Linked DNA regions of Xenopus tropicalis: region 1 is linked to region 2. A link is a contact called in public Hi-C data. All regions are on one chromosome and are shown on one strand. Each heading gives the region's core, a stretch centred on a gene start, on an enhancer-like site or on the middle of the called end of the contact. The rest is flanking DNA. Distances are from core to core; before and after follow the strand shown.

Region 1 (6,673 bases), core at 300-2,799, 130 kb before region 2:
CGATATTGGGTGAATTTGGGCTAATTCAGTCGTTTGGCCCTGGGGCCAAACAATCGAATTAGAACGCCAGTAATAGGCGCAGTCGGTTCAGGGACCGCATCGACTCGCCGCTAGTACTGTGCACAAACATTTTGTAAAAATGCTAAATTTTGCTTTAATTCTTCACAGTTTGTGAGCACACAGTTTTTTAAAAAAAAAAATTCTGTGGGCAAATTTTTTGCAGGTATAGGCAGTGGGTCCTGGCACACCAAAGTATATTAGGTAGTGAGAGACAGTGTTTTTTTGACATCCCATATAAATTATACATAGTGGGAGGCTGTAACCACTGACACCCTAGTACATTATAACATTATGTAACGTAGTGAGCACTGCCTCCCAGGTACAGTACATAATAAAAGTTGGTACCAAGCACCTTAGATACAATCTGAGACAAGGGACACTGGTACGCTATATATCTTCACATTATATATACCACTTATCTTAGATATAGTAAAAGACAGTGGGAATTACACTGCATACAGCCTGAGGCAGTGTATACTGGCACCCCAGGTAAAATCAGTGTAGAGAAGTGGATACTACAACCCTATGAATATTTAATACCATTAGAGAAAATATACACTGACACTGCAAGCTATAAGATATAATGGAACTGGCAATGGGTTCTGGAAGAAAGGAACCAGTGCTCAAAGTATATCATCTGCACAAGCTATAGTGGGTACTGGCAAACACATTACATGAGTAAGAGAAAATCATGGTGGTATGCAATGGGTCAGAGATTCTGAAGCATCATATCTGCTTATCCCTCTACGGTAAAGAAAGCCACTACTTATAAAAAAAACAGGTATAAAACTGCTGCCATGTGCCATCTACTGACTTTTTCTGGTACTGCACCTCAATTCTGTTCCTATTTTTAAAGTGACACTGACATGTTCCTATAAAAATCCATAGAAATTTGTCAGTATTACTACTAACAGTTGCAATTTAAAATTCTAGCTAGTGAAAAGTCCCCAAAAGACACCCCAAGCTGAGTAGTACTTACCCAATTGATACTTCAACACAGCGAAAGGAGACTATGCAGTTGTTGTCCATCATGCTGGGTTGGGGGTGGCACAATCCTTCCATAGGCTTTCAAAGTACTGTTTCCATTTGTAATTAGCCTATGGAAGGATTTGATGCCCCCACCTAGTGTGATACAAGAAAAGAGCAAGGTTCTTTCTGCTCTGGGCCCCCTTCAAGGGGAGCAGGTACCACTGGCCTAGGGGGTGGGCTGTGGGGGAGTTTTAATTATAAAGCTTTTCATGCTGCAACCATTTAGTAACACCGAACATTCCTATGGATTTTCATAGTCAGTATTCCTTTAATAAGAAAATTTAATCCAAATGTGTCAACTAACACTACAATTTACCGCAAAAAATATGACGTCACGAAAATGCTTTTCTACCACCACAATAAAGTCGCATTTCAGAGTACCCCTTGTTTGCCATTAAGTAAGATGGCGCCTAAGCTCAAAGGGGATGTGGATTTATGTCATCACTAGTGGTCAGAGGACTTCGACAGGGGCTTAACTAAAGATGGCGGCGTCCAAGGTGAAGCAGGACTTGCCACCTCCTGGGGGCTATGGTCCTGTGGATTACAAGAGGAATTTACCCCGCCGAGGACTGAGCGGTGAGATTGCGGAGAGAACGCGAAGCATGAAATGCAGGAATCAAAATGGCAGGGCAGGATTAACTGCCGGCCACATTCTCTTGATAAAAACAATCGCAACATTAGTGTTGTCAGGATGTCATTGACAGTTGTATTGTATAATCTATGAACATAATGCTTAGGGCGGAGAAGGGATTTGCACCTGGTTTACCAGTATTTTAGGGGGGCCTTTAATGGGTATTATATCTGTTATCGTAACAATTGTAACATTTTTTTAGTAACACTTGTTACATTTTGTTTTTAGTATGCACTCGGTGATGTCTAACCTAACTGTTGGTGATCTACAGCTTTCAGTACTTGTAGGGCCACATGCCTGAGCTTCCCCCGATGACATTTTTATTTCCATGCTAAACACCTAGAAAGAGTATTTCTGTTCTGTGCCATACATAAAGTTTTGAGGTTTGCAACTTTATCTTTAATCAGTGCTATGCAAAGGGCCCTATGGCTTTTGCCCCCATATGTAATAAAAGCACAGCCTTTCCCAGGTGCAGAATCTCATAGCAACCAACATGATGATTGCTTTTAAACAGGTGATCAGTAAATATTGCCTGTTAATTGTTTGCCAAAGGTGACTAGAACTGTATCAAACATTTCACTTTTTGTTACATAACAGGGGTACCCAACCTTTTTACCTGTGAGACACTTTCAAATGTCAAGAGTTGGGGAGCAACACAAGCATAAACAGTTCCTGGGGTGCCAAATTAAGGCTGTTATTGGCTATTTGGTAGCCTATATAAGTAACATAAGGGGCCATTATGATGAGCAGGGAGTAAAGTGCACTAAACAGGCACAATCGTGTGACATTGCTAAGAGCACCTACTGTATTCAGGAGGTAGTCAGGTAGGTTCTTGCACCTCTTAGGGCTGGATCATCCATATCTTTTTCTTTCTGCATTTTGCATATAGGCAGAGAGAAGCTGCTGTCATCTGGTCTTTCGTGTAGCCCCAATTACAGGCATGGTGTCAGCCTGTGTGGAGCTACACTGAGTGGATTTTGGAGGGAAGAATGCATACATTTTGAATTTCCACATTGATATCCGCTAAGTGTAGCCCCATACAGGCCAACGCTATACCTGTCAATGGATCTAAAAAACTGAAGACAGTCGATCTGCATACAAAACGCAGGCTGACTAGAGCGAGTGATCCACTCAGTGTGCCCTTGCCCTTCGTGCTCTTTCACTCCTGTCCTTGTTCATAGTAAATAACCCCTATTTTCTGTGTACTAATTGTGTTGCCCTCCCATGGCATGCCACCATGCTTGCACAATTTAGCTGATTTGCAGTGCTTAGCCTTAAGGTGGCCATACACGTAGTATCGGTCGCAGAGAAGATTGTTCGTTTCCCCCACTGACATTCAGGGCTGAATCATAAGATGTGGAGGTAGAAACAATAGGAACTGTACCTCCTATTCAGCCCTGACGTGGATTTTGTTTGCCCACCTTCAATGGCGCCAGATCAAAATCTTTTAACCTGGCTGATCAATGAGATGACCGATATCTGATGACGATATCGGTCATCTCGTCGATCTGCCGTACATGCACCGAATATCCTGCGAAAAGAGGTTTCATACGATATCACCGGTGTGTGTATGGCCAGCTTTAGAGTCAGTATTTTGCATTAGACAGATATGTGTGCTATAAAATGATGATAGTGATCTGATTTATAAGATCTGGTCATAATTGCATTAACCTCATGTATGAAATAGAAACAGTCACCATGTTTCTATTCAGTATAGTATATATATATATATATATATATATATATATATATAATATAGCACAGTCCAAATTAGATGCCGCACTCACAGGACTTAGTAGAAATAAAGAAAAAATTTATTGATGGAAACACGTCAAACTATATATATATATATATATATATATATATATATATATATCTGTTGTTGGGGATTACAAATGCTTATTGTGAAAACTCCTGACCTGTAGTATAACTGTCATTTTTGGTTCTCTGCAGGGTACTCGATGTTTGCTCTGGGTGCTGGGGTCATGCTTTTTGGATACTGGAGCATTTTTCGCTGGAACAGAGAAAGGAGGTAGACCTAATAGTTGTATCAATTGTTCAGTATTACTGGGCTTCAGAAGGAGGTGTGTCATGCCAGAACTTGGGTTGCTTTACTGTTCATATTGAAGAAGCATTGCATTACATTCAACTCAATTTCTATTTAATTGGTGTAATTATTAATATGTACAAAATTAGGTGTATACATTGAAAAAACATATTACATACAAAAAAAACCAATAATTGATACGAGACTTAAAGAGGGCCCTGTCCAAAACAGCTTACATCTAAAAAATCTTTTACTTTAAATATTGCATATAGACCATTTCATGTTAAAATGCAAATGTTGCAATGAAACTAAATGGGATGCAATTTTCCAGAATCCATAAATTCAAAAATTTCTAAAACTTCATGAGGTCCTATAGCAGCCCTTCAGTCTGTCTATATTATTTAATGCACCACACAGTTCATGCTGAAATAACATAAATATTATACATTGTATGCAAATGCATTATTGAAAACTGATTTATTATTTATTAAAACTTACTTATTTTATAAATAATTTGATTATAAAATAGGGTGACCTGATCACTTGAAAATTCAAGGAAAATCCAGCTAGCAGGGCTGAATTTATTGCAGTTTATTTGAAATTGAGTCAGTGCTGCCCTGCAACATGTTATAAAATGCCAAATATACAGTGCAATGGGAAGTTTGTGATACAAATCAACAGATTGATTGAGATTTTACAGGACCCTAGAAAGCAGTAAGATATATATCATAAGCAGCACAGTGATTTTCTTAACTCCAACTCCAACTCTGCGTCTTGTACACACCCCAGCAATTGTAATCACTTACCTGATACCTTGGGCCAGTGCTCCTGTTAGCAGAAAAGTGCACCAACCCGTGGTACCTGTGAGTGAGTTATCCTCTTCCTTCTTCTGTCTTTGTGCCACCGGACTTTAACAAAAAAAAGCATTTTTTTTCACTGTACTGCTCATGGGTGGATATTGTAAAGAAAGAAGATGGGAGGAAAAAGATCGCTTACACATAGGTACCCCGAGACAGTGCCATTTTCTGCTGATGGGGCACCGGCCATGGATATCAGGTAAGTGATTACAATTACTGGGGGGAGGGTGCCAACATTTGGCACCCCCAGTGATTTTTACTTCTCCTTTAAGCTCAGAGGACAAAGCGTATTTATGAATCATATGATTACTGTGTTCATCTTATGCATAAGGTCAGGATTAAGAGAGCATGTCCACAAAATCAAAAAGGATTATAGGCACAAGTGGTCATTTACTTAACCATACCAGAGTTGTGCTTGGCTGCATTCAGTTTCTCAAAAAATTCCATTCATTAGATACTTCTAAATGCATCAAAATGCAATTCTTACAAGTCTGTCTAGTTGGGCTTGGCAAAGCTGGCTGCCTCCTGTTCCAAACTGAGCGTAGTTGTGACTGTTGATGCAGGACACTGGAAACTCTGGAGCTACTGCCACCTCCCAGCCAGGCAGTAGCCCCAGGGTTCCCACAGTGGTCTTCGTCAATCACTGCAGAGCAGTTATGCAAAAGAATCGGGCACACACGTCACACTCTTGCCAGAAATTATGCCAACCAGACGTAGAAAATTTTGTTAAATTTTGTGTGTAACTGCATCGGTCTTGATGCATCCACTGTGATTGCATCAGGTGCAACTCCACTTGCCAACTGCAATGATGCTGGAATTATGGGGGGGGAAACACTGCATTGTGGTTATTGCATCTATAAGTGCACTGTTCAGTCTGAAGCATGGTAAGTAAATTAGCCCTATAATTTTTGGCATTGAAAAAAATCTTTTCTGTCTTATAAATCAAGAAAAATGTAGTGTAATAAAGATGCTGAAACAACAGAAATGTGACATTATGCTAACCTACATAAAAGCACTGCATATGCTCAGTAAGTATATGTTTAATTAGAAAAAAAGGAAAACTGTATGTTCAGAATAAATACTTAACCCACCACTAACTTATATAACATATAATAAGTGACCTAAAAACTTAAATAAACTTATCAGATTGGCATATACATATCAGTAAATATTGCAACCATTTTGTGATGGTTTGTATGCACCTGACAGGAAACAATGCAGCTCTAGCTGTAATATGAAATGAAGTAAAATACAGCTCTTTTGATTGGCTTAGGTATCCTAGCATATATGTGCTTTGGTTTGTGTGGGACCATGCCTCATACGACACAGGGTGTCGGCTTAAAATCGCTTTCTATTTGATTTTCTATTTGAAATAGATTAGTATATTCATATTTAGATTTTTATATGAACAATGCTTTTACATATGGACTTTGTTTTGTGCTATATTATTATGTTCAACTGTATAGTTTTTTATTAAGTATTGATTTGGTTATTTTTGACAAAATACATGCACCATGTAGCTTTAATGCTTTCTTAGCATCCATTCCCATGGGCAATTTTTAATGATGCATCTCAGCTTAGTGTCACAGGATGGCTGACCCAACAAAAGCACTCTTGTGACAATGAGCTGATTAGGGTTCCGCAAATTCTTTTGGGCATGGTCACTTAGCATACTAAACATCTGCAAACAATGAAAATTATTGTTTTATTTTTCAGACGATTGCAGATTGAAGATCTAGAGACACGTGTTGCCCTTTTGCCCCTATTCCAAGCAGAGGCCGACAGACGGTAAGTAACTTTTAAAAAAAGTGTTTTTAAATGTGCATTTGAAAAAAGTAGAGTATGGCATACACAGGCAGCACAGGACGGGCAGAGTATGGCACACACAGGCAGCATAGGGCAGGCAGTACATACAGTGACATAATGCAGGCACTGCTCCTACAGTCTCTGAGGTGTGACCATTGTAGGTGCTTACAGTCTGAGCCTGAGGTGGGAACAATGCAGGAACTAAAAGGTTTGAACAACCCAGGGGATTACATGTTTAAACGA
Region 2 (6,617 bases), core at 3,279-5,778:
CAGGTCATGTCAGATGAATTTGATTGCTCTTTATGATCAGGTTACAAAGAAACTGGACATCTCAGCAGAAAACGTTTATTCAGTACACAATTGTTGATCACTTATTCAAACAATGGACAAGTGAGCAAGATTATAGTACAAAACAAGAATTTATAACCTCGGAATATAAAAAACAGATTGCAAGTATAACGTGCCTCTGCAAGTCTCAAGCTCTGAGGCAAGAGATCTTAATACATTCTGTTAGAAAAACAAAGAACACACCCATGACACCCAATAGCACATGCTCACATTTAAAAGTAAACAACCCTTACCCAAATTAACCTATAATTAATAATTAGCTTGTCCTACCTAAAAAAGGGTGCACTTAAAAAACCACACATTAACCCACAATAAAAGTGCAACACACTCCTTTAACCTTTGTTGCACCAGTAAGAATGTGAGAAAGAAAGCTCAGTTTTATAAAAGGAGGTAGAGTTCCAGCTAGATAAGGAAGGGCTCATTCACAGTAGATGAATAACTATTTCAAACATATTTATAAAAAATTTTAGGGGAACTATCATGAAAACTAACATTTAACATAAGCTTTATGTCACAGAAATAAGAAACTGTATAAATATAATTAATTTGAAATTTCTCTACTGTTCCTGAAATAATCAAGTAAAACTTCACTACAATTAATATATCTAGAAAGTTTCTTTTTTCCATTAAGTGACACTAGAATTAACTTTTCATTTTTGCTATTAAAGTAAATTTAGAGCTGTATTTACAACATACTGTGCCTTAAGCATTAAAATAATAAAATGTGAAATAACAGGATATTAGGCAGATTATTAAGGAACACTTCCATTTTCATCAGATAAAACACATACAATAAAATAAACCTATCTCAGTCAATATGCTCATCTTTTGCTTTATTTCAGTAGTGTGAATAGGGGACATTGGAAATTGAAAGGCACATAACACATGGTCAGTTGCTAACCACAGTATTCATCTTGCTGCACAGGGAATTTTCAGTTTGGTGTACTGCTTAATATTATGTCCCCTTGCTATGCTCAGATTTCTATCTCATTTTCTTTGTTAACCCAGGATTGTATGCAAGAAGCAGTGAGAGAGATGATATTCCAAAGAAAAAAGTCTGTACGACCCAAAGGGCTTGCACACTGGTCTCTGTAATTCCTTTAGATCTGGAAGAGAGGGAAAAGAATACATACAAAAAATTATAACCAGTATGTACAGTGATACCAGCATGCAATTTACTTTTTCCCTTGCTCTTTAAATGATCTTTATCAGAATATTTATTTTATATGCTTGAGTATAAAGAGGGACCTATAAGAGAAAAAGAGAAGGTATTGGGGATTAGATAAATGAATGCTTTATTTTTACATCTTTTTTCTATAGTTTAGAGTTATTCTTAGCTCTATAGCAGTGGTCCCCAACCAGTGGCTCGGGGGCAACATGTTGCTCACCAACCCCTTGGATGTTGCTCTCAGTGCCCCCAAACCAGGTAGTTATTTCTGAATTCCTGACTTGGGGGCAAGTTTTGGTTGAATAAAAACAAGAATTACTACCAAATAAAGCCCCCTGTAAGCTGATAGTGTGCATAGAGGCTGCCAATCTTAGCCCTTATTTGGCACCTCCATGCACTTTAATGATGCTTGTGTTGCTCTCCAAGTCTTTTTACATTTGACTGTGGCTCACAAGTAAGAAAGGTTGGGGACCCCTGCTCTACAGCCATGACTATTTCTATGGTTGCCTAGATCAGACGTCTATCTAATAGGGAGAGAAGAAGAAAACTGAAGTTATAAAGATTGAGTAAACTTTGCACGACTACAGAGCAACATACTGTCCTTTTCACTGGAGATTCCCTTAGTTGCCAATGGAAAGGCATTTCTGAAAGATTAGTCACCGCGGAAGCAGAGATCTATTGGTCATAACTGCTTTTGAGACCCCAGAGCCACTGTTTTCCACTGCAAATTAAAAATTTTTCCTGCATTTGACATGAACCAAGTCTGTATTATTTGTTTCCCTGCTGCGTGAAAATACCAATAACAGGTTCTGTAGCCTTTATGCTATTATGTGCAGGAAGGGTACACAGAGAAAAGTACCTATATGATATGAACCTGGGTTCCAATGAATAACAGGACTGTGGCATAAGAATGGAATAATATCACCTATCATTGTGTTGTGTATTTATATTTCTACATTAAAGGAGCAGTTCTGTAACTGTAACAGGAAGAAGTGTGAAAGAAAAAGACAGACCTCTGTCCAATCATTGGCTGATGTGGCCTAGCATGTTGGTGTGCCTTGGCTTGTTTGTGTGCACTATGAATCCTATGATCCCTGGAGTTGGCCCTTAATTCTCAAAATGGCAAATTTTCTATTTAGGAGTACCCAATAGCACATACTACTAAAAAGGTGTATTTCTATGAAAATGGTTTATTTAGATGAAACAGATGAGCTTATTTTATATATATATTTTGCTGTATTATAAGAAATATGAAGATATACCAACCTGCAAAGCCAGGCACTATATACAGCTTCCAGAAGGTGCACTATCCATGCCCCCCAAAACCTGTTTGAATAAATAGAACATTTTTTTTTCATGAAAATCTGTGCACTGGAACACTTTTGCACTGGATCCATTTTATAGCAGCAGATAAAAAAAGGCAGCTTTCACTCATATTAATAAATAGACAGGTAACACAAAATGTTACATTATAAAGGTGCAACTAATGATTATTTATTTATATAAGCAACACTAAATAAATATTTCTTAGAAACAACCATATCATTCTGTGTAAAGGTGACTACACATACAATGATCCACTACACATACAATGATCCCCCAAACAGACATAAACTCTACTAAGGGCCAAACATAGTATGGCCACCTTTCTACTGTGAAATTTGTTCAGGCTGGCAGCTCAAAATATAGATATATATGTCCAGCCAGTATATACATACAAAAATGTTTCGTTGGTATGTATGTGGCCAGCTTAGCCAAGGTTTTTACCCCAAATGTGATTAGGAAGCAACAAATTACATTTGACTCCCATGTATAAAAAAAATAAGTACCAATATATTGTATTGAAAATAACATTCAATGTGCTACAGAAAGGCCCTACAGGACCCTGAATGGCTGCCATCAAACTGCTGCACATAGCTTATTTATATGACATCTATATAACATATTTATATACACACACATATATAGAAAGAAGAATAACCTCAGTTCTGGTAATGTTTCAGTAAACATTGATGGAAAAAACATATTTAGAACTACAACAGAAAACATAAAGGCCTGTGACACAAAGAAGAGAGTAAAAAATTCTGAGATGATCTACATGAGTTTGTTTTCAGTAGAGAGCAAAGTCTAAAGTTACATACATAAGGGAAATATCTGTAGTTACTCATTCATGTCAAGTGTGTGGTTTTTCTTTTTGTCCTATCAAGCCTTTAGAACTTTCTCAACATACTTAAAAATTACATATTACAATGCCCTTAACACCCCCCCCCCCTTTAAATCATCTCTGAAGAAACACTACCCACTATATGCCTGTATGTAAAAGAGCAGACGTTTTCAATCTCTGCACCTTGGATCACTAATGAGCTACTTTGTACCTGTAAATCCCAACATTTGAAATGCAATAAGCCCCAAAATGATACCAGAGCCCAGTGCAGCTGCTGTACCATTTATAGAATAGAGGTGAGGGTGGTTCTTTGGTACCCCTTGAGCAATGGGCCCTAGGCAGCTGCCTTTATTGTCCCTATTATAATCCACCCCTGGACCTAAACAGCATTTACTGAATATTGCAAATGAAGCTAAAAATCAACATTACTATTAACGTGTATATAAAATGGTGTACAAACATGTGGACAGCCTTTCCATTAACTTACCCATAATACAGGAGTGTGGGGTGGTTTTTCACCATGTATGCTGCAAAGGATCCTAACGGACCCAAGATCTTATAAGGAACTGTTGCAGGCCAGAAAACTGTCCACTGAAATAACAGAAAGCAAGATGTCAGGGCACGTCTATGCATGTGCATATCATTCAACTGCTGGATTAACAGTAAAACTATACAGTATAAAGACTCAAATGTAGTCTCAAAGCGGTGCAACACAATTTGCACCAACTTAGTTTTTTCAAAATGTGTACGTTTATGTGCAGTACTGGCGCAGCATTGTATGATAACCCAGAGCAACACTCTCCCCACAGTGCGGTGCGATTATACAGGGGGCTCTTAGGTGCACCAAAAGGTTACAAACACCGAGCGCCTATTGCACTGCGACATTATAACGTCTGACAGATTCAAAAACAGCTGAGCTTGACAGCCCGGACATGTCAATAACAGGACCCGCTCCGTGCGCTCAACTTCATCATTCGCCCAACCCTCAATATCGCTTTGTTCTCATCTTACCGCGAAGAATCCCATGGACAGAGCAATGACAACCATCCAGAACAGGCTTGCCCGCTGAAAATAGGTAGAACCGCCGTTCGATGCCATGGCTGTGGATGAATTAACTGCTGTACAAACGAAAGTAGGCACTGAACCGTCACACCTCATGTGATTCTATGTAGGAAGTGTCTGATTGGTCAGCTCATATCCTCACCCTATTGGCTCAAATAGTAAGCCAATACTGTGAGTATTTGCGCGGATTAATTCGTTACTTTCTAAAACACAAGGTAAAACGTTCCGTTACTAATATGTCTGAGCTCCCATAATTCCTTTTCCTCGCACCGAGGGCACTAGGATCTGTCCCCACACCTGTGTCACTTAGCTGCTGAAGGAACTGTAAGCACCAGGCGCACTCTCCGACTCTGTGTATGCTTGTATAGACTGAACCAGTTCGTAAGTAGATAAGACTGCTAAGGAGAGAGTTAATGTGAAATGCAAGAGTTCATTTTGCTGGGGCAGATTAGGGAGTGTAAACCTGCAGTGGCAGGATAATAAAAAGTTTTATTAATGAAAGGGTTAATAGTTTTTTTTTTTTTTTTTACAGGGGTTTATAGGTTAATTTGTGAGAGTGGATGGGTAACATACTTCCTGACCACCCCTAGTTATGACATAACATGCCCACTTGCATGCACCACCTCAGGCGCAGGTTTAGCTGGAGATATAAAGGGTTAGACTATTTAGTCTCTTGCTCACCTTGCACACAGCATAGAAACTAGCACAATCACACCCCCAAACTAGCCCGGGTATCCCAAGAACACTACCACCAACCCAACAAAGCCACAACCTGTCATATATTGTCCACAACCTGTTTCACATAGGTCAAAGGATTCATTTTCACCAATTTACAAAGCACTCCAGCAGTAAAACTATTAATTTAAACACATGTTCTGCCAGCAGTCAAATAGTTGAAGGACAACTATACCCCTCAATAAATAGTTAACCAACAGATAGATTACATTTTGTTGTGACCTATTAAAGAATCTTGCCTAACTGGTGAGTAAATATTGTGCATTTATATCCTTTCTTTTGATCCACCATTTAGTGATGGGCTGTGTGCTCACTCAGAGATCACAAGTCCAGAAATAATGCAGCTCTAACTGTAACAGGAAGACATGTTGAAGCAAAAGACAGAACTCTGTCCATTAATTGTCTGATGTGGCCTAGCATGTATGTGTGGCTTGGCTTGTTTGTGTGCACTGTGATTATGTGTTTATTTACATGAAGCAGGGTTTTACACATGAACTGGTTTATGCAATATATTTTTATAGAGACCTACATTGTTTGGGGGTATAGTTTTCCTTTAATTAGCTTTTACATGGACAACATTCAGTTGGCAGACTGTTACAGGCTATAGATTCATTGGATCAAAAAGGACTAAACATATTGGATTTTATATTTAAAGCAATACTGAAACATTCCTATGAAAATCATTACAAATTTGTCAGTATTACTAGATGGGTTGAGGCACAAACATGTTTCTGCCCAAATATCTCCTCAACCCAACATTACACCTCAGCTGACTGTTCAACATGGCTAAGGGCAGGGATACACTTAGCGCATTGTCTGGTTTCCTCCTCCTGTGTTTTGTACATAGGTGGAGGAAAGCAGATCCATGTTCATGCACTCACTCTTTTAGGTTTATTGACAAGCATCAGCTTGTGTGGATCTACATGAGTGGATATCATCACAAGAATTGATACTTTCACATTCCAGAGCAGATATCGACTGTGTAGCTCCAAACAGGCCAATGCTAGGCCAGTCAATGGAGCTAGAGGAGTGAGTGTAGGAAAGCCAATCAGCTGTCTCCCAAATGCAAGAGCAGAAAAGCAGACAATCTGATTTGTGTGTCCCTGCCCTTAAAGAATAAGTAAACCTTTTTTTTTCTATGAGTAAAATTACTCTAAACAGCCTCCAGAATTACCTACCTTTGTCCCAGCATTCTCTCTGACCTGGTTCCTCAGTCAGAAGGTATTCTTTATGGTTGCTTCCTTGTGCAGAGTGAAGCCCTGCCCCCACTTCCTGTTCAGTTCTCTCAGCAAAAAAAAAAAAAAGGCTAATGCACAGACTGGCTCCTGCTGCCTCCAGGCATGCGCAGAAGGCTCTTCACTCCGACAACCTTGTCGAATTGAAGAGAGAACTGAACAGGAAGTGGGGGCG

What was found. A called contact is a pair of places that touch in the nucleus more often than the background predicts.
Region 1: a contact with region 2 is called in a Hi-C map of tailbud embryo, with 2.1 times the contacts expected there. The contact joins the promoter of ndufa13 here to the promoter of tmem254 in region 2.

The regions. Positions count from the first base shown.
Region 1 is chr7:53,114,621-53,121,293 of UCB_Xtro_10.0, reverse strand. It overlaps ndufa13 (NADH:ubiquinone oxidoreductase subunit A13), which reads left to right and starts at 1,549. Exons shown (of 5, transcript NM_203569.1): 1 at 1,549-1,665; 2 at 3,674-3,752; 3 at 6,341-6,412. The coding sequence starts at 1,572.
Region 2 is chr7:52,983,609-52,990,225 of UCB_Xtro_10.0, reverse strand. tmem254 (transmembrane protein 254) reads right to left here and starts at 4,528. Exons shown (of 4, transcript NM_001011433.1): 1 at 4,422-4,528; 2 at 3,898-4,001; 3 at 2,513-2,572; 4 at 62-1,184. The coding sequence starts at 4,508. The coding sequence ends at 1,061. It overlaps gprin2 (G protein-regulated inducer of neurite outgrowth 2), which reads left to right and starts at 4,703. Exons shown (of 2, transcript XM_012966865.3): 1 at 4,703-4,796.